6 separate regions of the Mus musculus genome follow, and all the other regions are linked to region 1. The links are chromatin contacts, called in public HiChIP or PLAC-seq and promoter capture Hi-C maps. All regions are on one chromosome and are shown on one strand. Each heading gives the region's core, a stretch centred on a gene start, on an enhancer-like site or on the middle of the called end of the contact. The rest is flanking DNA. Distances are from core to core; before and after follow the strand shown. Region 1 holds the start of Bcl9l (B cell CLL/lymphoma 9-like). Region 2 holds the start of Nlrx1 (NLR family member X1). Region 3 holds the start of Abcg4 (ATP binding cassette subfamily G member 4). Region 4 overlaps Phldb1 (pleckstrin homology like domain, family B, member 1). Region 5 holds the start of Treh (trehalase (brush-border membrane glycoprotein)). Region 6 overlaps Ddx6 (DEAD (Asp-Glu-Ala-Asp) box polypeptide 6).

Region 1 (3,350 bases), core at 566-3,065:
CCGCCCCCACGCCCTTGGAGCCCAGGTTGCAGGTGGGTCCTTGGTTCACATTCTGGTGCTGGGATTGGGCCCCTCCATTCCCTGTCTTGCCATGATTGGTCAGTTTATTTTCTGGGTGCATTGGCTTGGCTGGGGCAGGGGGGCAGTGGCCCCGAGGGGACAGCGGTGGACTCCCTGGAGCCTCTCTCCTCCTGGGGTGGGGTAACCTGGGGAAAGGGAGGAGAAACAGGAAAGATTAATCCTGCAAGGCATCAGGCATGCCTGGACTTTAGCTCTCTCCTAACAATGCAGGGGGTGGTGAGGTGCTATCTGGAGACCACCTGCTATTCCCTACCTCTGTGCAGTTCCTCAGATAAGAGCAGAGCTCTGTCCACCTGGGGGAGTGGCGATGGAACAGTGTTCCTTATCTTCTAGGCTCAACTCAAATGGAAACCCTGGGCTTTGACTTGGCAGAATCTATCTACCTTCAGCCCCAGGATCCAGCGCTTCCACTAAAGCCCTTTCTCCCTAGCATCTGATGGATTCTTCGCACCTTCTAGGGTTTAAGACTCCTTTCCAAGGCCCCAGACCTCAACTACGCTGTGCCCTGACAACTAGCTGAGAAGGGCCACAGGACCTGTGAGTCACTGCTCAAGCCCGAGCCCTATTCCCTAGGGTACTAGGGAAAGCATAACCGAGAGTGGTACCCACAGGTCCAGAAGACTCCCCAGAGCCTAAGTGGGGAAGGCCTGAAGAGGGTGGGCCAGTAGGCCCTGTCAGCAGGCAGGGATTGGGGGGGGGGGCATGTCAAGCAGACAAGAGTACAGCTTGAAGCCATGGATTCCTGCAGCCTAGGCTGCGGGCCCTTTAAGCTCCAGCCCGCTCCCCCCACCGCCTCCCCCTCCCCGGAGACCTATTAATAGCCGCTGGAAAGATCACATCACGGGAGAGGATATTTATCCCCCCTCATTCCACACCAGCTCAGATTTATTTCAGCTCTGCTGTCCTGCTGCCGCCGCCTGGCCCTGTCTGCCCGCTTCTCCTGGGGAGGAGGGAGGCAGGCACCACCCCCACTCCAGCTCCTACCCCCGACTAGACTGAGGCTGGAGGGCGCCATCACACCCCCAACACTAGGGTAGGATGAGGGTCTGTTCTAACGGTTTTAGAAGGGAAGAAGGGACCAGAAGCAGGCAAAGCTAGCTGCCAGTCTCCTCTGCCCCCTGGGCCCAGGCGCTAAGGCTGGCTGCCAGCTCCTGCCTGGGGCCAGACTTTACCATGCTACTTCCCTTCAACCCACTGGTGGCCAGGAAACCAGGTGCCCGAAGGGCTCCTCTCCAAACAGCTTGGCCCCATCATCATGGGCCCTTCCCTTCCCCACTCTCCATACACACATATATCCCACCCTCCGTGACACCCACACACCTTGTCTTGTTAGCCAGGATCCTCATGGCTCCCACACACAGTGGGGCTACGACCCCTGTGCGTGCCCAGGGCCCAGCCAGGTACTCGGTACTGGAGCAGGGACTGCAGCAACAAGCCCCAAAGAGAAAACTTGTGACTTAGGGAGGGGGTGTGTGAAGGGGAGGGAAAGGGAGAACCCAACGCCCCGGGACTAAGGAACTGGATAGGGTAGGATAGGATTGGAGAGAGAGGACTTCTCAATCCTAAAGACCAGTCCAGTCCCCATCCCTTCCACACCTTGTCCACGGGGAGCTTGCAGTATCGTGCAAGCCCCCCACCCTAGGCACCCCCCTCCAAGGGCTGTAGAGTCAGAATTCACTAATAGGCTTGGTCGCAAAAGTGACGCGTGGGGCGGCTGCGAGGTCTGCTCTGGCCCACTGGGGGACTCCCGCTCCGAGACACGCCCCTCGCCCAGGATTCGGGAATCCCTCACGCCCCGCCCCAGCACTGCGCCCTGTCCCCGGGCGCTGCAGCCTCCCAGGGGCCGGGGTGGGCGCACTGCCCTGCCCCGCCCCCAGCTCCAGGCCTAGCCCGTGCCCATCCCGGCAGGCCCGGGCGGGCAGCGAGAGGCCTGGCGGGGCCCCGAGGCTGCAGCTGGGCTCTTTTGGAGACCAGTAACGCTGGCTCAGATTCCTCCCCGACCGCAAGAATGCAGGAGCCTCCCCTCCCCCCTCCCTTGCACCCCCCCTACCCCGCCCCCTTCGGCAAAGCCCGAGTGTAGAGACAGAGCGAGCTTGGAGCAAGAGAGCCAGCGAGGCAGCGAGCGAGGTTGAGGGAAGCGGACAGGACTGCAGCGTGGATCTCCCGGGTCCACTGGAGGGCGCGCAGACAGACACATGGACAAGTCCTCCAGGGACTAAAAGGGCGCTAGCCGGTTGGGCAGACTGGGCGCACAGAGCTGGGACTTAAGAGACCCACAAGCACCTCTCTGTGACTCACACGCACACTTACATCTCACACGTGGACAGGGAGACAAAGACACGCACGGAGCCCAGGAAACTAGAGACGCTCACGGCCAGCCGACGGAGGTGTGCCCGAGGGACTGGGCAGCGCGAACCAGCCGGAGTCGCCGGGCAGCCTGGGGCACACAGATACCCCGGCCACCCAGCAGAGGGATAGCCGGTGGACTCATTGAACAGATGTGAAGACTGAGACCCAGACACAAGGGAGCCATAGAAAGTTGAGCCCGACAGTCACAAAGAATACACAGAGGGCCACAGAGACACCAACAAGCTGACTTACACAAACACAGACACCTCAAGCAACCGCCCCCTGCTCTGTCCCCTTTCCCCGCCCCCAGCAGAGATCCCGGTAGAAGGTGGGGGAGGGAAGGGGAGGAGTCTTGAGCCCTAGAGGCTCTTCCCGCGACAGGTCCAGCTAGACACACCCGTGTACACTCCAGCTCCCGGCTCAGCTGCTGGAAGCCGGGCTGGAACCTCCAAGCAAGGGGGAAACCTCCCAGGTACTTTGCAGCCGTCTAACCCCTATAGAACACTGGGCTTCCCCACTCCAACTCTGTCTCTGAAAAAGATCCCAAAGTCCTAGGACCTAGTTTGCAGCACACACACACACACACACACACACACACACACACACACACCACAACCAGGAAAGAACAGAAAGGCAGAAGTCACTGAGGAGTCCTGGGGAAATCACCTTGGTCAATAGAGGACCTGCTGTTTAAGTTCTCACCTCCATCCCTGGTTGATTCTCAAAGCTATCTCCCCAGTCTCACAAGGAGGAACTGAGGTTCCAGAAAAGCTGTGTGCTCTTGGGTCACATGACAGCATGGGCGACCCAGGACCCCCACTCCAGGTACTTTGGGCCCCTGACTATTCATCTCAGTCTAAATCAAGTCAGTGGGCTTTTCACACATGAGCCCCCAGAACTTATCACCTGTTATGAGGGAT
Region 2 (3,350 bases), core at 475-2,974, 230 kb after region 1:
TATTCAATCTCTGGAAGAACTTTATTTATTTATCCATCCATCCATCCACCCTTCCATCTATCCATCCTTCTCTTCTCTTCTCTTCTCTTCTCTTCTCTTCTCTTTTCTTTTCTTTTCTTTTCTTTTCTTTTCTTTTCTTTTCTTTTCTTTTCTTTTCTTTTCTTTTCAGGACAGGGTTTCTCTGTGTATTCCTGGCTATCCTGAAACTCGCTCTGTAGACCAGGATGGCCTTGAACTCAGAGATCCACCTGCCTCTGCCTTCTTGTACTGAAATTAAAGGCATGTGCTACCTCTACCCAGACTCTTTTATTTTTAATATTTAAAAAAATATGTGCAAAAAAATGTTCAGCCGGGCGGTGGTGGTGCACGCCTTTAATCCCAGCACTTGGAAGGCAGAGGCAGGTGGATTTCTGAGTTCAAGGCCAGCCTGGTCTACAAAGTGAGTTTCAGGACAGCCAGGGATATACAGAGAAATCCTGTCTCGAAAAACCAATAAATAAATAAACAAATAAACAAACAAATAAATATGTGTATGGGTATTTTGCATGCATGTGTATTTGTGTACCATATACATGCAGTGCCTGAAGAGGCCAGAAGAGGGCATCAGATCCACTGAGAATGGAGTTACAGATGGTTGTGAGCTGCTGTGTAGATGCTGGGAATGGAACCCAGGCCCTCTGGAAGAGCAGCCAGTGCTCCTAACGGCCGAGCCATTCTCCAATCTTAGAAGAACATCTCTTAAAATGCAAATATGCCCTTTTCCATGCTGCCCAGTGACTTTTTTCATTCTGACTTTTTAACAGCCAGTTCAAATGTCAGAGTCTCTGCTAGAGGCAGGTAGTAATTTTCCTAATAGTTTGCCTCGACTTCTGAAGAAATTCATTGTCAAGTATGGTGGGTCCCTGCATGACTTGCTCTGCTTGGCAGCCCAGGGTGAATGTTCAGTACTGGCCTAACACCACACATGGAATAAATGGACAATCGCCTAGATAAAATTATCACCATTGGCCTTCTGTTCCTATGGAGGGTAGACCACAAAAGCCTCTTCCCAGCCGGCCCTGAGGAGCCTCTCTCTCTGAGTTCTCTACTTCATGTCTGTTCTTTGCACATTGCACACCAGTGTTTGCATGTGGAGGCGTTCCTTGTTTGAAGGTCACTGTCAGCTTGGTTACGAGAACCTTGGGTGTTCCTTGAATGGAAGGGATGAGGGTTGGGGTTTTTAGAACACGGAAGTCCCAAGGCTAAAACCATGACGGGATGTCAGACAGGAAGAACAGGTTGGAGAAGGAAGTTATCTGTCGGTACCCATTCTTCCTTCCTGGCCAAAGTGGTCAGAGGCCCCCCTCTAGAGTCTTGGGACTGAATAACACAGAAGGGGAGGATCCAAGAAGGGCTGTCTTCTGCCTGGAGGTAAGCTACGTTTGTGAGCAGGAAGGGAAGTCATTATGCTCTGGGGATGAGTACCTAAGTGTAAGGAAGGCCTAGACCGGAGCTTTTCTTCTGAATCATCTACTTCCAACAGGGACGACCTGCGCCCGAGTCATTTTCTCTTCCACGCTTCCGTGTCTTCATCTGTAAAATGGGCTTCATCAAGTCCAGACTTGGAGGTGGATGAGGTCATCGGCTGGGCCTGACGCTTGGGAACCTGCAGGGGGCAGTACGGGAACCTGGGCCCTGGGAAGACCGGGTGGGGCCGGAGTCTCCGCCCCGCGCCAGCACCCCATTCCCCCTTCTGCGGGTCTTTGCTCAGTGCCCTCCAGTGTCCAGACCGGGCGGGGTGCCAGAGTGGGCCGGGCTGCGCGCTGGCTGGCGGGCGGAGGCGGCCTAGACGCGCCGTGCCGAGCGAGCCGGGGAAGCTCGGAGCCAGCGGGAGACGCAGGCCTCCTTCCCTCCGGGCCACGGCGACGGGCACCAGGGCCTAGGCAACCTGGGTAAAGGCCTAACTGGGTCGATCGCTCCTCCGGCCCCCGGCTGGACGGCTGCGCTGGGCCCCGGAAGCAAGAGCCGGGCAGCTGGGTCGCGGGAGCGGGCAAGTGGCACTGGGGATTCTGCCGGAGCTTGGGCGCTGAATACAGGCCTACTGGCAGCTTCACTTTGCCCCCCCGCCCCCAAGCCAAGTGGAAGTGGGAAAGCTATTTGGGACCCAGTTTGGTGGAAAAGCTCCGCAACTTCTGTTGCATTCCTTCTTTTGATTAGTGCCATGACAACTGCTCGATTAGAGAATTATCCTAGACCCTGCACGTCTTATCTTGACTCAGTGGACCTGGGGCTGATTGATGTCAATCCTGGGATTTGTCAGGTTTTCAGGACCTTTCTCTAATCCCCAGGTCTCCTGTTTCCAGCCCACTCAAGACCTCAGCCAGCTCCTGCTCTGGCTAGTTGTGCTCAGTGCAGCCTCTTCCTAAGTTTGCTTCCCTTCTGCCCTAGCGGCAGTGAGGGAGGCCACGCCAGCCTAGCCACATATGCATGTCAAGGAGCTGTGGGATGGGGTGGGCCAGAATAGACTCCTTGGGAAAGAGTACCTTGAGCAGTATCTTCAAAGAGTGTCTGGGATTCTGATAAAGTAAATGCTAACCAAAGTATAGGGACTGAGTTAGGAAGGTGAGAGCAAGAATCCAATAGTAGTCTTGGAGGATGAGGTGTGGGCTGGGGGCAAACCTGGAAAAATAGCTTGTGTGGGCCTGGGTTTCATAGCTGTCAAGTAGCTTAGGAGTTTAGGGAGCTGATTTCTGCAGGGGATGAGGGAGTGGAATAGGCCAACAGTGGAGGCACAGAGGACTTGAGGAAGTAGGGTTTTGTAAGGTCTGGAAGGATCTCTCTGAAATGATGAAATGAAGAGGCTGGCAAAAACCAGTAGGGAGAGATCTGTAAGACTGCCACCGCTGCCTGTGGGGGAAGGCTTCGAATAAAGAGCAAGGGAATAGTGTGTGAATCCAGGGCTTGGGGGAGCTCTGCCACAAAGTAAACAGAGGAGGGGGGCTGACGAGGCCAGGTTGGCATGGCTGAAGTGTGAGGCAGAGGCGGCACATCCTTGTGTCAAGCAGGAAGTTCATTCACACATCCATTTATTATTTATGCCAGCCTTACAGGCAGCTTACATAAAAGTCAGAGAGATGATAAAGTGATACAGCCATTAAAACTCAGCCGTGGCACAAAAGCAGACGGAAATGAATAAGGATGAGTGGGGGAAAAAAGCCAGGCTCAGAAAAGGCCTGCGAGTGAGCACAGGGCTCCTATCTGAGCTTGCTAGCAGTCAAGCAAAAATAAAACCTAAAAGCAGATGATTGGGCTGGATCTCGGGGCAGAGGCAGCTGTGAAACTCCAGTGCCAGGCAGGAGCTGGTAGGAGAT
Region 3 (3,350 bases), core at 473-2,972, 210 kb after region 1:
TAGCAAAATGGGTAAAACCAGAGACTTTGGGTTTCGAACCTATCCTTTGGATTTGCTATGCCTGACCCTTTGGCATAATGCTTAATCTTCTTATTTCTCAGTTTCTTTTCTCCAAAGGAAAGTTAAAAAAAACCCTGCGTCATAGGCAGATCTCTAGAAGTGTGAGGCCATCCTGGTCTACTTACCAAATTCCAGGCCAGCCAAAACTACATAGTAAGATACTGTCTCAACAAAATAAAGCAAAAACCCTGCTTCATGGAGTACTAAGATTATCTGAGAAGAGTGTACAGTTTATAGTAGTTTTTCAGTAAGTACTTATGTTAGACAGGCCTGGTGACATGTTTATAGTCACTGCACCCAAGAGAGGGGGAAGACTGGGCAGTCAAAGCCAGCCTCAGCAACAGCCTGAGTTAGTGAGACCCTAACGCACGCGCGCGCGCTTACATACAAAGCAATCATTGGGGTATTGTCTATCATGAGGTATTGGAGATTAACTTGAAGAATAGAGGGTCCATCTGGAAAATTCGAAGATTGGTCCTGAGGAATGACCATAGGTGAGACAGGGATGAAGGGAAATTGGGAAAGATTGGATCCCAAACCCCCATGAACCTCATAGTCTCAGGGTGGGTGTGGACATGTCCTGCAGGGTCGCTAGTTTCCTGGGCTGCAGAGAGGTTTGGGCGAGGGTTGGGGGCTGGTGTTGGATTATTAGCATCTTCCGCTGCAGTAGCAGTGGAAGCAGTACCCAGAACCTAAGCCTACCTACCTCCTATCTGTCTCTGCATGTGACAGGCGGGAACTAAAAAGCTCAGGTCACGTGACTTACTGACCCCTTAAAGAAATAGAGGATAGGGCAGGCAGGAGCCAAGAGTAATTGAGAAAGGGCCAAAGCAAGTAGGCGGGGTGCGGGGGCGGGGGCGGTGTAAGCGCTCTGAGGACCCAGCCACGCTTGTAGGTGAGAGAGAATGTCCATGTCTATGAAAAGCCGTCCAAGACAGAATCTGAAGAGCTTTGTGTATGTATGGACTGCAGCCTCTTAGATCAGCCTATACTGGCTTGGAGACCTGAATCTGGCTGGTCGAATAGAATAAAGACTTTGATGGCCAAAGCAGGCTGTGACTGGGTCAAGGTTAACCTTGGAGCTGCCTGCAGGCTTTGTCATAACTACTATCCCCTGTCTCTTCATAACTAGTGTCCTCTTGAGCCCTTAGAGAGGGGGGATGTGAAGAGGCGTGAGAGGCTGTCTCAAAGTCTCAAGAATTATACATTCAAGTCCTTTGTACTTTAGGGTTGGGTGGGGCTGCGCTCCAAAGCTGAACTGCAAGAGATAAGCAATGAGGGGTTTGTGTATGCAGATAGACCGACAGCTTCCCAACCCCCCTGGGCACCTACCGCTCAAGGACCTGCCTCTCTGAGTAACATCAAGTCTCCCTCCCTTGGTGACCTCCGGGTTGACCTCAGTCCTAGGTCCAAAAAAGGGCCCCATTCGGGCCCCAACTCTGCAGGCATAGCTTTCACCACCTCCATCCTTGCTACTCGCGGAGTGAGGGGCAGTACGGGCCCTTTAAGAGCAGCAGGACCAGCGAGCAGAAGCTTGGAAGAGAACACTGCCGCCCGACTAGGTCCAGAGGACAGGCGCTGGGGACCAGACTACGAGAACCCGGCGGGTTCATCCAAGTGGGATCGCGGCGGGACCTCAACCATCTCTCCGCAACTGTGTCATCCTTTCTGACCCGAGCCCTGCCTTCCTCTACTGCCCGCCCTGGCCTAGCCCCGCCCCGGCCCGGGCCACCGGGACAGGGAGCCGGGGCGCGGGTGCCGCAGCCAGAGGCAGGTGAAGAGAGCCGGAGTGTCCACCTCCCGCGCCGCAACGCTGAGCATCCGGGTCGAACATCCCGGTTGAGCATCTCTGCTGAGCATCCTTGCGTCGCAGCGGCCGGAGACGCGTCAAGGTGACCAGGCGAGCAGGGGACAAGAGGGTCGGCTTGGAGGGTCTGGGGTCTGTCGCTGTTTGGGGGAACAGTCCGGAGGAGCGGGATGGGGAGGCCGGCCGAGGAGCGGTGCCAGTCCGTGCAGAGAGGGGCTCGGAGCCGAGGCCAGAGCCTCCCCCGGCCCACCCTGTGCCTCCTAGCTTCCCCGACCTCCGAGCGGGTGGTTACCCTCGCCCGGCCCCCAGGGACTGCTTGTCTGTGGGGTAAGGAGATTAAGGCCGCGGCGGGGAGGGAGGAGCGGGCACAGCTTCGATGGGCCAGGCGAGCAAGGCCAGGCTGAGACTGCCAAGGAACGAGGCGAGGTCGCAACTGAGTGTCACTGCACCACCGGGTGTGTGCTGCCCGAGTGCATAAGACCCGGCGGGAAAAGGGGTGCGGACAGTTGGGGGATCTGCCCGGAGAAGGAGGCTGGGGTGGGAGGAGTGGAGGCGGGGCAGCATCGGAAAGCTATGGCGCCTTGAGCAAGGGCTGGAGGGTCTGCCCGGAGCTAAGCAGGCCCTCTCCTGCAGGCCGGCTGCGTGATGGCGGAGAAGGCATTGGAGGCCGTGGGCTGTGGACTGGGCCCTGGGGCTGTGGCCATGGCTGTGACACTGGAGGACGGGGCAGAGCCCCCTGTGCTGACCACGCACCTAAAGAAGGTGGAGAACCATATCACAGAAGCACAGCGCTTCTCTCACCTGCCCAAGCGCTCTGCTGTGGACATCGAGTTCGTGGAACTGTCCTATTCCGTGCGGGAGGGGCCCTGCTGGCGCAAACGGGGTAGGTGGCAGCCCCATGGGACTCTCCCTGAGTTGCCTTTCCAGGAGCATAAGTCCTGGGGATACCCTACTCTGCGAGCTTTGTGGGCCCTAACCCTCACTGCACAACTGCAGTTGAGGTACAAGATCCCTGCTCCCCACATCTGCCAGCACTATGGGAGTTCAAACAGCTATTGAAGCTTTTTCTTCTAAATAGACCCTATGACCTCTCAATCTCTCAGTCTCTCTCAGTCTTCTCTCTCTCAGTCTCTTCTCTCTCTTAGTCTTCTCTTTCTCAGTCTTCTCTCTCTCTCAGTCCTCTCTCTCTCTCAGTCCTCTCTCTCTCTCTCTCTCTCTCTCTCTCTCTCTCTCTCTCTCTCTCTCTCTCTCTCTCCCTGCCTGTGAAGGTCGGTTTGGGGAAGGGGACCACTCTATCTGTGGAGGCTGTTTTCAAGGTCCAACAGTATCCTTACACCTATTTTTAAAGATGTTCTCATTCCAGCCATCTTACTCCATTCTCGAATTGCCACAGTCCCTGGAATCGGGAGGGGTGGGGATCAGACAGAAGGGATGTCATGTTCGTGTTACCAATGAGGAAACTGGGACTTGGGGAAGTTGAATA
Region 4 (3,350 bases), core at 403-2,902, 210 kb before region 1:
GGGAGGAAAGTGGCCTCTTGTTTTGGTCTAGTTACCCTTTCGAAGTGCTTTGAGGAGCGTGTAATCCGCCCTCTTAGTCGGATCCTAGAAGGTTCCAGACTTCTCTCATGGTGCCCTCCTCCCCTCCAGCATGAAGACGCTCCTGGCGCGAAGCACCAAGGCGAGGTGCTGGCTGTGGAAGAGGAGCGGGCTCAGGTTCTGGGGCGAGTAGAACAGCTGAAGATCCGAGTGAAGGAGCTGGAACAGCAGCTGCAGGAGGCAGCCCGAGAGGTGACCTGGCCGGGAGGTGTGCAGGCCCTGGGATGGGGCCTCACCCTTGGGTCCCAGCCTTGACAGAATGCTGATACCCTTGTCTAGGCCGAGATGGAGAGAGCACTGCTGCAGGGGGAGCGGGAGGCAGAGCGAGCCTCGCTGCAGAAGGAACAAAGGGCGGTGGACCAGCTGCAGGAGAAGTTGGTGGCCTTGGAGACAGGCATCCAGAAGGACAGGGACAAGGTAACCCATACCTGACTACCAGTGGCCCAGAAGGAAGGCAGTATCCCTTCCCTGGCGATGCACATCCCTCAGCATCCGTCCTGCAATCCGAGTGGTCTCTGTAGCCCTCTAGGGACAGGGGCCCTTGTACTCTGTGGAAGATACAAGCTTGGATGGTACTGCCGGGGGCTGGTCTGGTGTTTGGGGGTCTAGATCTCTGTGCTGCCTCTGGTTGCCTGGGTGCCTGCCGTTCTGGAACCTGTGTGGTCCTTCTAGGAAGTGCCAAAGCCCTTTCTTGGGCACTGAGCACAGCCTGAAGGACTGGTGCTGCTGGGATGGGGGGCATGACTCGGGTTTGGAGCCCACCATGAGGAGAAAGCTCCCTCCAGCATGCCTCAGGTGCTTAGGATGTGGTCTTTGGGAGATGGCCCACAGGCCTCTGTTTCCTATCATCAGGATCTGCAGCCTCCCATCCCAGATGGTCCCAGCCCTGCCCCTGACCCTTTCAGATTGAGTGCCAGTCTTCAGGGGCTGCTCCATCCCACGGGGGTTGTGCCAGCCATGTCCAAGATGCCCAACGGCGTGCCAAAAGCTCTGAAGTGGAGAGGGTTCATCTATTTCTGGATTTGACAGTATTTTTCTAAGAGGTTTAATTTTTCCTTCTGGATTATTTTTGAGACTTATCTTCCTCTTGCTCTCAATTTTGAGGATCTTAAAAATTCGTTGCTGCCCCCTTTTTATAAATGGAGCTTTGGCTCTGGCCCCCAAAACCACACTCCCAGATTCTGTGCCAGATTAACCCTATGCTTGCCGACCAGGCCTGCACTAACGCCCCCTCTAATCACTGTCCTGGGCTCTTCGCATGCCCCTAACTGCCAGGCCGCCCAGGCAGGGCTGACTTAGGCCAGCTTTACTAACTCCATGGGTACCTTTGTGCCCTTGGCCTCTCCCCTCTAATGTTGCCTTCTTTTCTTGGTGTGGGTCCCCATTATCAGAAGGGAACTGGCAGAAAGGCACAGCTAAATTTTGCTTAGTGGAACACTGACAGGAGGAGTATAAGAGTGTGTGTGTGTGTGTGTGTGTGTGTGTTTTGCGGGGAGATGTGCATGACCAAGGAGATGTTCTGCCCAAACAGCGCCTCCTACTGGAAAGGTCTGGGCTTTGCCTCCATAATGTTGCCTGTTTACTGAAGGGCAGGGATTGGAGGTGCAGTGAACTGTTTGTCCCTTCTGCTTAGCCCTCCAGAGCTGAGTAATAAGGAGGTCAGATGTGGGCACAGTCTTGGAGAGCTTGAAGAGGCCCTTTCTGAGTGGCTGGCTACCCATTCTTGCTTCCCTGAATTCAGATGTTCCTTTCCCTACCTCTACCCTGGAGGCCACCTAGAACACAGGATAATTTCAAGGCAGAAGCATCTAGACTTCAGGACTGGCTTGACCAAGGCCTTCCCTCCAGGATGGGTGGGTGAACTGGGCTGGTGCAGCACAGGGGAAAGGCATTCCACAAGCAGCTTGGCTAGCCTCACTTAGCTGAGATTGCTCCTAGGACTTTGCCTTCCCTCCGGTCCAGGTGTTTGAGGCGTGATAGTGAAGTGGTGGTGGTGGTGGTGGTGGTGGTGCTGATGCTGTTGGTGGTGTTGGGAAGGTTCTCTTGACTTTCCCGCCCAGCTTCCAGCCCATGGCCCCACTCTGGCTTTGGAATCAGTAATCACAGTGTCTCCTCTGCATGTCCTTCAGAGGGGTGACTCACCAACTCCTCCCTCGTCCCCCTTTCCGCCCTCAGAGGTGTCATCTCACCCCAGACAGAGCCATCCACCTCCTCCCTGTATCCACTCCTGGGGCTCCTATTACCATGGCAACGGGCCGAACTAATTGCAACCCTCATCCCTACTGAAGTTCAGCCTGCTTTGCTGGCACCCCACCTCCACCCTGGGCAGGAGGGGAGGGAGGCCATGGGGGTTGGGCTGGGGTCCCCTTGCTGCACTGCTGTAACTCTAACAACTTTAGCTCCACGTTTACTCCCCAGTCCTATATTTAACTCTTCCCACCATCCCCATTTTTCCCAGGGTTAAATTTTGGTCTCGGAACAGTGATAGAACTCAAGGCTTGGTACTTGCCTTCTTGCATCGGCTTTAACTTTAGTTTGAAGCGGAACCGGAAGGTCCCGTCTTAGGACCTTCCAAAACATTTCTAAAGGGACCAACATTTCCACCCTGCCCCCACACCTCTGCCTTTGTTACACCGTCCCCTGCCTGAGTCCCGTCTTAAACCTCTGTTTCTTCTCCTGCTCTCTTCCGTCTCGCTGCTTGCCCCCCAACTCCCGGTGTACTCCTGTGCTCGCCCCTGCCCCCCGCGCCGGGCCGGAGTTGAGGAGTGTGTGTTCTCTCTCCCCTGTGCCCCGCCTCCCTCCCCTCCCGCCGACCAGGAGAGGGCGGAGCTGGCCGCGGGACGGAGGCACCTGGAGGCCCGCCAGGCGCTCTACGCCGAGCTCCAGACGCAGCTCGATAACTGCCCCGAGTCAGTGCGGGAACAGTTACAGGAGCAGCTGAGAAGGGTCAGTTCCACCAGCCCCCTCCCCGGCCCCCGTGGGCCACCGCCCTGACCGAAGATAGGAGAGCGGTGGGACAGGACCACCTGGCCCCTGCAGTACTTGCCGGACAACAGGGTCGGTGCAGAGGCTTGGAAGGGGACCAGCAATGTTGGGTGGGATCAGTGCTCCAGATCGCGATGTCCCGCGAAAAGGGCTCAGCCAAAAAAGTAGAGGGAGTTGGGCGGTGGGGCCGGTTCCTTCCCCAGTTTCCCCGGGTCCAGCCCCACCTAACTCCTGACTTTGTGGCCTGGCCTTCCTGGCCCAGAGTGGCTTTGAGAGCATCCCCACAC
Region 5 (3,350 bases), core at 526-3,025, 170 kb before region 1:
AAAAGCTCCTGGGGACAATGCCACAAATCACTTTATCTTTATAAGCCATAAAAGCCCACGCTAAGCAACAAAGGCAGTCTTATCCCATGAGAAGTGCCAAGGGCTGAGAGACAACTTGCCATGAACCCAGGAGGAAGACCAGATTCCTCAGCACACAGCAAAAAAATGGTGCCGCACAGGTGGCCACGTCGCCAAGTCCCAGAGCCACCTGAGGGAACAGGGTTAAGATATCAGAGTATGCTGCCTGATGGAACTTGGAGCACGCTGGCTATCCTAGGCTAACGCTGACATTTGTGATGGGGACAATAGGCCACCCAATGTCAGCTTAATCTTTGGAGACCTACAGGGGTCTCTGTGAAGGATCTCAAGAAACTCAACATGAAGACTCAGGGGTGACTCCTGGTTGGTACTTTCTGGGCACATCTTCTGGAAGAAGACTGCTGGAAGTTTGAGTTTCTTCTCTCCTGGACTCTACCCTAATACATCTGTGCCTTCAGTGGCTGTTTGGGTTTTTGTTGTTGTTTTTGAGACAGGGACTCTGTGTAGCTCTAGCTGTCCTGTAACTCTCTTTGTAGAGAGTCTACAAGCACACGTGTGACTGTCCAAGTGGACTACTGACATGCTCTCAGGGACAAACAGCGGCACTCATGGTAGGCACTCTGCAAATAGCCCAACAGGACACAAGAGACTGGATGGAAGAGCCACTCTGTGTCCTGCCTACTGGTGAACAAATAAGTCCTGAGGATTATTCCAGATCCTTCCATACTGCACACCTGGGCATCAGTGAGTAAGTCACAGCTCAGTCTTCATGCATCCCTAATCGGCTCCTCAGCCCCACCCCCCAGCCCCAGCCCAGTCCTGCCAAGTCCGCAGGGCTTGGTCTCCTTTCCTTAGAGCTATCTCCACCTCATAGCCTGGTTCTGCTTCTTTCCAGGCCACATGGGACTTTGTGACCCTTGGAGGACACCTCAGAGCCTTTGCCCTGCTCCCTACTTCTGTTTCAAGATGGCTCCTTCCACGTTCCATCGGCCCATTGCATCCTCTGAGACACCCCCTTCTGCTTCCTCCTTGCTTACTTAGCTCCTACCTTCTCTTTGTTCTTCACCATCCTAGGCCTTGTTTTTACCCTTCTTGCAAGAACTGGTGGAGGGAGGGTTCCATGAGTCCGAGTGGAAGAGAGAATGACAGTTCCAGACCCAGGAAGTAGAGTGACCCCCCCCCATCTTTGTATTTGCTGGTAGAAGCTGAGGCTCAGAAGAAAGGATTGACTTGCCCTGGGACACAGAAAGAGCAGCAAGGTAGGCTGAACTTATGTGTAAGTTCTTGACAGGACCTAGACTCCCCTCACGCTAAGCTAGGCAAGCTTTGCTAGAACAGTGAAGAGAACAGCCCTGCTTGGTCCAAGGAGCTGCTTGGCTGGTGAGCTCTGGTCAGCAGCACGGAGGGCAGACATTGGTCAACAGCTCTGGAATTATACATAGGCCTGCCTCAAAGTTCCACCTCGTTCCAACACAGTGAGTTTGGTGTCAGGTTTTGGTCCTTCTACCCCTACAAGCCTGGTTTCTTCCTTCTTTATCCTCTGAGAGGCTGGTCCTCAGAGGGTAAGCTCTCATCCCAGCCTTCCACCCTTGTCTTCCCCCACACACACAGCTTCTCCACCTCCCTACCTCTCACAGGGTGGTGGCAGGGCCTCCTGGGACCTAAGTCCCAGCCCCAGCAGAAGCAGCAGGTGCAGCTCCCAGGTCATCCTGGGCACGGTGCCTAGAACGGAATGAGCAAACCCTGGCACCTCTGGCTTGCTGAACACGGCCTGCCTCACTTGCCTACCCAGGTCAGCCAAAGTCCAGGCTATGAGGTGTGGCCACCTGAGGGGGGAGATGTGTGTTTCAACTTCTTGTGGACTGCTTACCACTTCTGCCCTCCAGCTACAGTGCTCACTACCCCATCAGCCACTTTCTTCCATTTCTCAATTCTAACTGGTATTACATGCTCAGGGACTTTGCTCAGAGTTATATGGGTGGGCACCCAAGGGCCAGGGCCACAACTGAGGTCACCCAAGTATGATTTAGACACTGAGTCTGTGTGTGGCTCCCTAGTCTCTAATGCCAGAAGGGACCATTTCTTTATCACTTAAAACAGAATGGCTCAAGTCTTCTCCAAAGCTTTATCAAACTCCCTGTTATCTACAGGAGACCCTGTGAGGACACAGGACAACCTCTCGGGGATGGATCAGGAAGCCCCACCATAAGATGATGTCTGCACTGAGTCCTGAGGAATAGTCAGGAGGCCATGCCATCACATGAGACATCCAGAGACTTGGTGCAAAAGTTGTGTGACAGGCTGGAGGGACATTTTGGCACCAGTTAGTGAAGAGGTTTTGCCAAGGAGCTGGTGAAATGGCTCAGAGGTTAAGAACATTTGCTGTGAAGAGGTCAGCTCAGGAACTTTGACAAATTCCACCAGACCCCTCCCCTCCTGGAAGAGAAAGTTCATAGAGCACACAGGCACCCCATTCCTCAGACCACAGCAGGGACTAACCACTGACCACCTGCAGATAAGGGAAGCCCAGAGTACAAAGACAGACCATTGGCTGCCCCCACAGACAAGGAAAGCCCTTGCCACCCCATTCCCTAAGGACCAATCAGTTTAAAAGTCACACTGTTCTACCAATCACGTTGTGCCTAGTGGCTGTTGCTCTATTCTACCTCTGAAAGCTGTATAAAAACTGGCCAAACGGGCTGCCCAAGGTTGCTGCCTTTCCTTCAGGTGCAGGAAGACCCCAGTGTACTGGAACAATAAATTCCTCTTGCTTTTGCATCGATCCCTAGCTCCAAGTTGTTCACTGTGGCAGGGGTAGGGGTCCCAGGTAAGCTAAGGCTCGTTAGAGTCTTACATTTGGTGCATGGGCTGGGAATTCGACCTCCTGTGAGGACACACCAGAGAGCCGTGAATCAGAGGTCTCGAGCAGGTACCAAGGTTCTTTCTTGTTTGCCTTGCTGTTTGTCAAAGTCTGAGTCTGTAAGTCTGTTTGAACTTTTGGTTTGCTTGCAAGTGTCGGGGGCTTGGAGAGTTTATGGTATCTGGGGTGGTTAAGTGCAGCTGACAGACGTGCCTTAACATTGAGACTGCTGGGAATTTGGGGGATACTCCAGAGACCCTGAAGGGAACTGGGAGGGCTCCACTCCTTCTGGAAACAGCAAGACAGTATTGGCAGGAGCTGAGTCTTCCTATAATCTGGCTCCTGCTGTACTGGCAGGGACGCCTGGTTTGTCTTGGTGAGGCTGGAGCCAGCCAAGCAACTCTGCTCTGCGTCCATGGAAGGGACGAACTGTCTGTAACTGTGACCATGA
Region 6 (3,350 bases), core at 283-2,782, 140 kb before region 1:
CCCACCCCACCCCACCGGGCCAACCAATTGTTATGATGCTGGTGCCCACCTGGAAATAATTTAGAGCTACTTAGGTTTTCCTTTCCAGGAAAAACATTTTATGGTAAATGTATTCCATTCCTAAGAAAGTTTCTTTCATGTTCAGAACACTAAGGGAGAGAAAAAAACAGGCCCTGAGCAGCAAGTGTGTAACAGTCTGTTACTTATCACACAACTACATGACCAGAGGCTAAAAGCATTGAGGTGGATATTAAAAATAGGACATAGTTTTTATCGAAATGAACTACTGGCGAAAACCAAAACATAACCATTACTTTAAAAATTACTGGAAAGAACCTGAAAGACAATTTCCAATAGTAGCAATATTCCTTATTAAGAGGGATCAAAAAGGATAAAAAAAAAAAAAAACAACAAAAAAACCCAACCAGGGTTTGACCTGGTCAGTAGGGCATCTTCCCATTAACAACAGCTCAAGTGAGCTAAGCACCACCCCAGCACCGCCTCTTCAGACAGCGATCTCCGGGGTGGGTGCCCAGCTGTCCAAGTGCCACCCTCAGCAGAGGCTGTACTTCAGAACACTCCCCCATGGAGTCTGTGCTTTAAGAGGGACTCAGAGGCATGTGGCACCTGGCAGAGCAGTCCAAGGTTGGCAAGAGACTGCACTTTGTTGATCACCCACTTGCCCTCTGGCGAGACAGCAGATTGCATTTGTACTCCTTTCCTGCTCATGTTGCTCTACGGAGCGATCCCTCATCTCGCCAAAGGCAGGAAGGAGGAGAGCTGCATCGGTACAAGGGCAAGATCTGTTGGTCAAAATAACGAGTTTTTAAGACCCCACTCCCACCCTCCCTAAAAAAGTGACTTCCTTATTAATTTGGTTTGTTTTGTAGCCAACACTTGACTGGACTTGCCTTTGGGGATTTGTACCGTGCAGCTCCTGCTACAGTTGTTACAGAGTCAGGGTTATCTCTGATAAGGAGGCATCTGTAGGATTTTGATCCCCAAAGAATTTGGGATAAGTCACAAATAGTTTTGCTTTAGAACTAGGCAAAGTCAAAGCAACTTTGAATAACTGACTCCTCTCTTCAGACGAGTTAAGCATGGAAGCAGACTCAACATACCTTGTCATAGTTTTAAGGTCTTCAAAGTGATGGAATATGAAAATCAATTTTTTTTTAAATTTTGTTTTTTGCTTTTTTTGTTCCCTAGATGCCTCCTGACCTAGTATACTGGGTTAAAAGGGAATTAAAAACATTTTTAAAAAAAAAGTTCACTGGTTGATTCATCTCCCTCCTTTTGCCTGGAGATCAGGCCAAACATCAAGCGTGTTGGGAGGGGCACAGTTTAAAGCAACACTACCACCTAAGGCATCTGCCAGCGATTTACAATGCAAAACGACAGACAGCAACTCTTAGTGCGGCACAGAGAACGGGCAGCAAGCAGCTTTCTGCAGCATGGACATGGACGTTAACAGCTCTAACGGGCTGCCCCTTCCTGCAAAAATGTATTTATCAAGATAGGCAGAGGGCGCTGCTCACACACAACAGGAGGGGCCGCGGATAACTAGGCTCCACAACTGCCAAGCCCGCCGAGGCTGCACTGGCTGGTCCGGTGACATAAAAATCCATGCTCCACACACTCTCCTCTAAGACTGCACTCTGTACACTTCTCACACTCCAAGGAAGATTTATCTTTGTTCCCCTTTGCAGAACTTGGGAAGTTCCTCAAACGTTTAGGACAGGAGAGCCAAACCACAGAGCTTCTCAAAGCCCCCAGGGACCACAGCCTTGCAAAGCTCCTTTGCTGTCTGCTAAGACCGCTGCCTGTGCATTCATTACAAGAGCAGTGTGGCCGGGCTTCTGGCCCCTTTCCAACACAGAGCCTGCAGAGGTCTGCTTCCTACAGTTAGAGGCCAAAGCACTTTTTAGAATTTAGTGTTGCAGAAAACTGAGCCCCTCTCATCTTTAGCTGCTCCCATAATCACTCTAATCCCTTAATCCCAGCAACCTTCATCCAAAAAAAATAATATATATATATGTATGTATATATATATATTTATATATATATATATATATATGAACCCAGAAAAAAAACTTATTTACAAAGTTTATACAAGTATACACATCCAATTTTCTACGGGTCACGCTTTGCCACAGAGGAAAGAAGGTCAAGGCTCCCTCCGACAAGTCTTTACAGCGAGTGCCTTCCTGCTCATGGACGCGTGTGAGCCAGCGTAGTGTTCTGCTGTAGAGCACAGAGGCTTGTCATCTGGCTCCTGCAGTGAGAGGCTGCTCTTTCCTTTGGGAGCGACGATGGTACGTCTACTCAGCCCGGAAGAAAATTTTACTTGGTATTGTTTTTTTTTTTAAATACATGTATGTACAGTGTGGATGGACTGCAGTTGTGAATCAACTCCTCCATATAAAGAAAAGGAAAATGGCGCTGCCATCACTAGTCCACCTTCCGGCCCTGGGCTGAGTACTGGTAGAACAGGAGGTGAGACTTCAACGTGAAACCAAAATGAAGAGGCAAAGAAATAAAAAAGAAAATAGAACATGACTCTGTTGATTCCTTGGGCTGTGTGTAAAGATGATATTCTTAATGGTCTTGTAGCATAAGGCACTTCGCACAAATAAGTAATAAGCTCTTCAGGCTTAAAAACGGATGAATAATCAGGGAGAAGTTGAAATGCAGTAGAGTCAGCTAGTGGAGAACTTTAGACAGGTGCATGTGTTCACCCAAATTCTTCTCTTTTTTAGGGTTTCTCCCCTTCTTTTCTTTTCCTCCTTCCTTGTCCCCTTTCCCCAGAAAACATCTTTAAAGACCAGCAGTTAGTGCAACGAATGTTCAGTCAGCACACAGTGCAAACAAGTGGAACAAAAAAGGTCTATGTCTTCTTTTCAGTTTTTCTTCACCAGTTTAAAAAAAAGAAAAATGTCTGAGCTCTTATATAACTCTTCATAGTTCCAAAATAAAGATGAAAAAACCCACAAAGAGAAGAGCACCCCCCCAAAATGATGTGTCACAGATCCAAAGAGCCTTCTGTAGTTTGTCAAAGCCTATGGGAAAAGTTTAGAAATTTAAAATTAGTATCCATGAAAGCAATATAAAAAAGGAGACATGTTTTCACAAGCCTTACAGTAAACTCTCTCTTCTCCTAAGGTGATCTACTAGTTACATGGAAGATTTCACTTGGCTGTTGCAGCTCGTGCAGGCAAGTCCAGTCTGTTTCAGTTGAGCTAGGGCTAAAGGCTGGCTGAGAAAAATCAACTAAACTACAAGTTTCCCACATACCCAAGGACAGAATGAGACGTTCCAAGTTCTGACTGCAGGCAGCCTTCATTCACAAC

Evidence for each region. Promoter capture Hi-C pulls out the DNA fragments that hold promoters and counts their contacts. HiChIP or PLAC-seq counts read pairs in DNA pulled down with a chosen protein or histone mark. Capture Hi-C pulls out chosen DNA fragments and counts their contacts.
Region 2: a contact with region 1 is called in a FOXA1 HiChIP or PLAC-seq map of pancreatic cancer cells. The contact joins the promoter of Nlrx1 here to the promoter of Bcl9l in region 1. A contact is called at or near these places in 2 of 39 promoter capture datasets (hippocampal neurons and liver), 3 of 484 Hi-C or Micro-C datasets (the G1E-ER4 cell line, epidermal suprabasal cells and reprogramming fibroblasts), 1 of 115 datasets of contacts at active chromatin or transcription factors (pancreatic cancer cells) and 1 of 9 other capture datasets (adipose tissue).
Region 3: a promoter capture Hi-C map of pre-B cells shows a contact between it and region 1, with 2.6 times the contacts expected there. The contact joins the promoter of Abcg4 here to the promoter of Bcl9l in region 1. A contact is called at or near these places in 3 of 39 promoter capture datasets (hippocampal neurons, pre-B cells and stem cell-derived epiblast-like cells), 2 of 484 Hi-C or Micro-C datasets (long-term hematopoietic stem cells and reprogramming fibroblasts), 2 of 115 datasets of contacts at active chromatin or transcription factors (embryonic stem cells and pancreatic cancer cells) and 3 of 9 other capture datasets (adipose tissue, liver and pancreatic islet).
Region 4: a promoter capture Hi-C map of embryonic stem cells shows a contact between it and region 1, with 8 read pairs. The contact joins the enhancer-like site here to the promoter of Bcl9l in region 1. A contact is called at or near these places in 3 of 39 promoter capture datasets (the HPC-7 cell line, embryonic stem cells and liver), 28 of 115 datasets of contacts at active chromatin or transcription factors (the 230-238 cell line, the SCID.adh cell line, T-cell acute lymphoblastic leukemia and 18 more) and 3 of 9 other capture datasets (adipose tissue, liver and pancreatic islet).
Region 5: a contact with region 1 is called in a promoter capture Hi-C map of liver. The contact joins the promoter of Treh here to the promoter of Bcl9l in region 1. A contact is called at or near these places in 11 of 39 promoter capture datasets (3T3-L1-derived adipocytes, the HPC-7 cell line, the SN4741 cell line and 7 more), 1 of 15 datasets of contacts at CTCF or cohesin (large pre-B cells), 15 of 484 Hi-C or Micro-C datasets (B cells, the Ba/F3 cell line, CD4 T cells and 9 more), 20 of 115 datasets of contacts at active chromatin or transcription factors (the SCID.adh cell line, bone marrow-derived macrophages, craniofacial prominence and 14 more) and 3 of 9 other capture datasets (adipose tissue, liver and pancreatic islet).
Region 6: a promoter capture Hi-C map of liver shows a contact between it and region 1. The contact joins the enhancer-like site here to the promoter of Bcl9l in region 1. A contact is called at or near these places in 9 of 39 promoter capture datasets (the C10 cell line, the HPC-7 cell line, cranial neural crest and 5 more), 3 of 15 datasets of contacts at CTCF or cohesin (CD8 T cells, large pre-B cells and pro-B cells), 34 of 484 Hi-C or Micro-C datasets (the 63-12 cell line, B cells, the Ba/F3 cell line and 21 more), 37 of 115 datasets of contacts at active chromatin or transcription factors (the 230-238 cell line, CD8 T cells, the HPC-7 cell line and 27 more) and 3 of 9 other capture datasets (adipose tissue, liver and pancreatic islet).

The regions. Positions count from the first base shown.
Region 1 is chr9:44,497,601-44,500,950 of GRCm38.p6, reverse strand. It overlaps Bcl9l (B cell CLL/lymphoma 9-like), which reads right to left and starts at 1,815. Exons shown (of 9, transcript NM_030256.3): 1 at 1,678-1,815; 2 at 1,402-1,503; 3 at 1-206. The coding sequence starts at 1,427.
Region 2 is chr9:44,266,561-44,269,910 of GRCm38.p6, reverse strand. It overlaps Nlrx1 (NLR family member X1), which reads left to right and starts at 1,724. Exons shown (of 10, transcript NM_001163743.1): 1 at 1,724-1,931.
Region 3 is chr9:44,286,616-44,289,965 of GRCm38.p6, reverse strand. It overlaps Abcg4 (ATP binding cassette subfamily G member 4), which reads left to right and starts at 1,722. Exons shown (of 15, transcript NM_138955.3): 1 at 1,722-1,952; 2 at 2,501-2,750. The coding sequence starts at 2,513.
Region 4 is chr9:44,708,068-44,711,417 of GRCm38.p6, reverse strand. It overlaps Phldb1 (pleckstrin homology like domain, family B, member 1), which reads left to right. Exons shown (of 22, transcript NM_153537.4): 8 at 130-270; 9 at 358-495. Among named protein-coding and RNA genes, the nearest start is that of Phldb1, 25 kb to the left of the region's middle. Within about 2 kb of position 1,652, at least 126 of the 459 cell types and tissues checked have an H3K27ac peak or open chromatin away from gene starts, as enhancers often do. A contact at or near this core is called in the SCID.adh cell line, adipose tissue, embryonic forebrain and 10 more, where this site is marked.
Region 5 is chr9:44,671,658-44,675,007 of GRCm38.p6, reverse strand. It overlaps Treh (trehalase (brush-border membrane glycoprotein)), which reads right to left and starts at 1,775. Exons shown (of 15, transcript NM_021481.3): 1 at 1,668-1,775. The coding sequence starts at 1,747. It overlaps BC049987 (cDNA sequence BC049987), which reads left to right and starts at 2,748. Exons shown (of 2, transcript NR_165440.1): 1 at 2,748-2,866.
Region 6 is chr9:44,636,198-44,639,547 of GRCm38.p6, reverse strand. Ddx6 (DEAD (Asp-Glu-Ala-Asp) box polypeptide 6) reads right to left here. Exons shown (of 14, transcript NM_181324.3): 14 at 1-3,059. Among named protein-coding and RNA genes, the nearest start is that of Ddx6, 33 kb to the right of the region's middle. Within about 2 kb of position 1,532, at least 36 of the 459 cell types and tissues checked have an H3K27ac peak or open chromatin away from gene starts, as enhancers often do. A contact at or near this core is called in the 230-238 cell line, liver, oligodendrocyte precursor cells and 3 more, where this site is marked.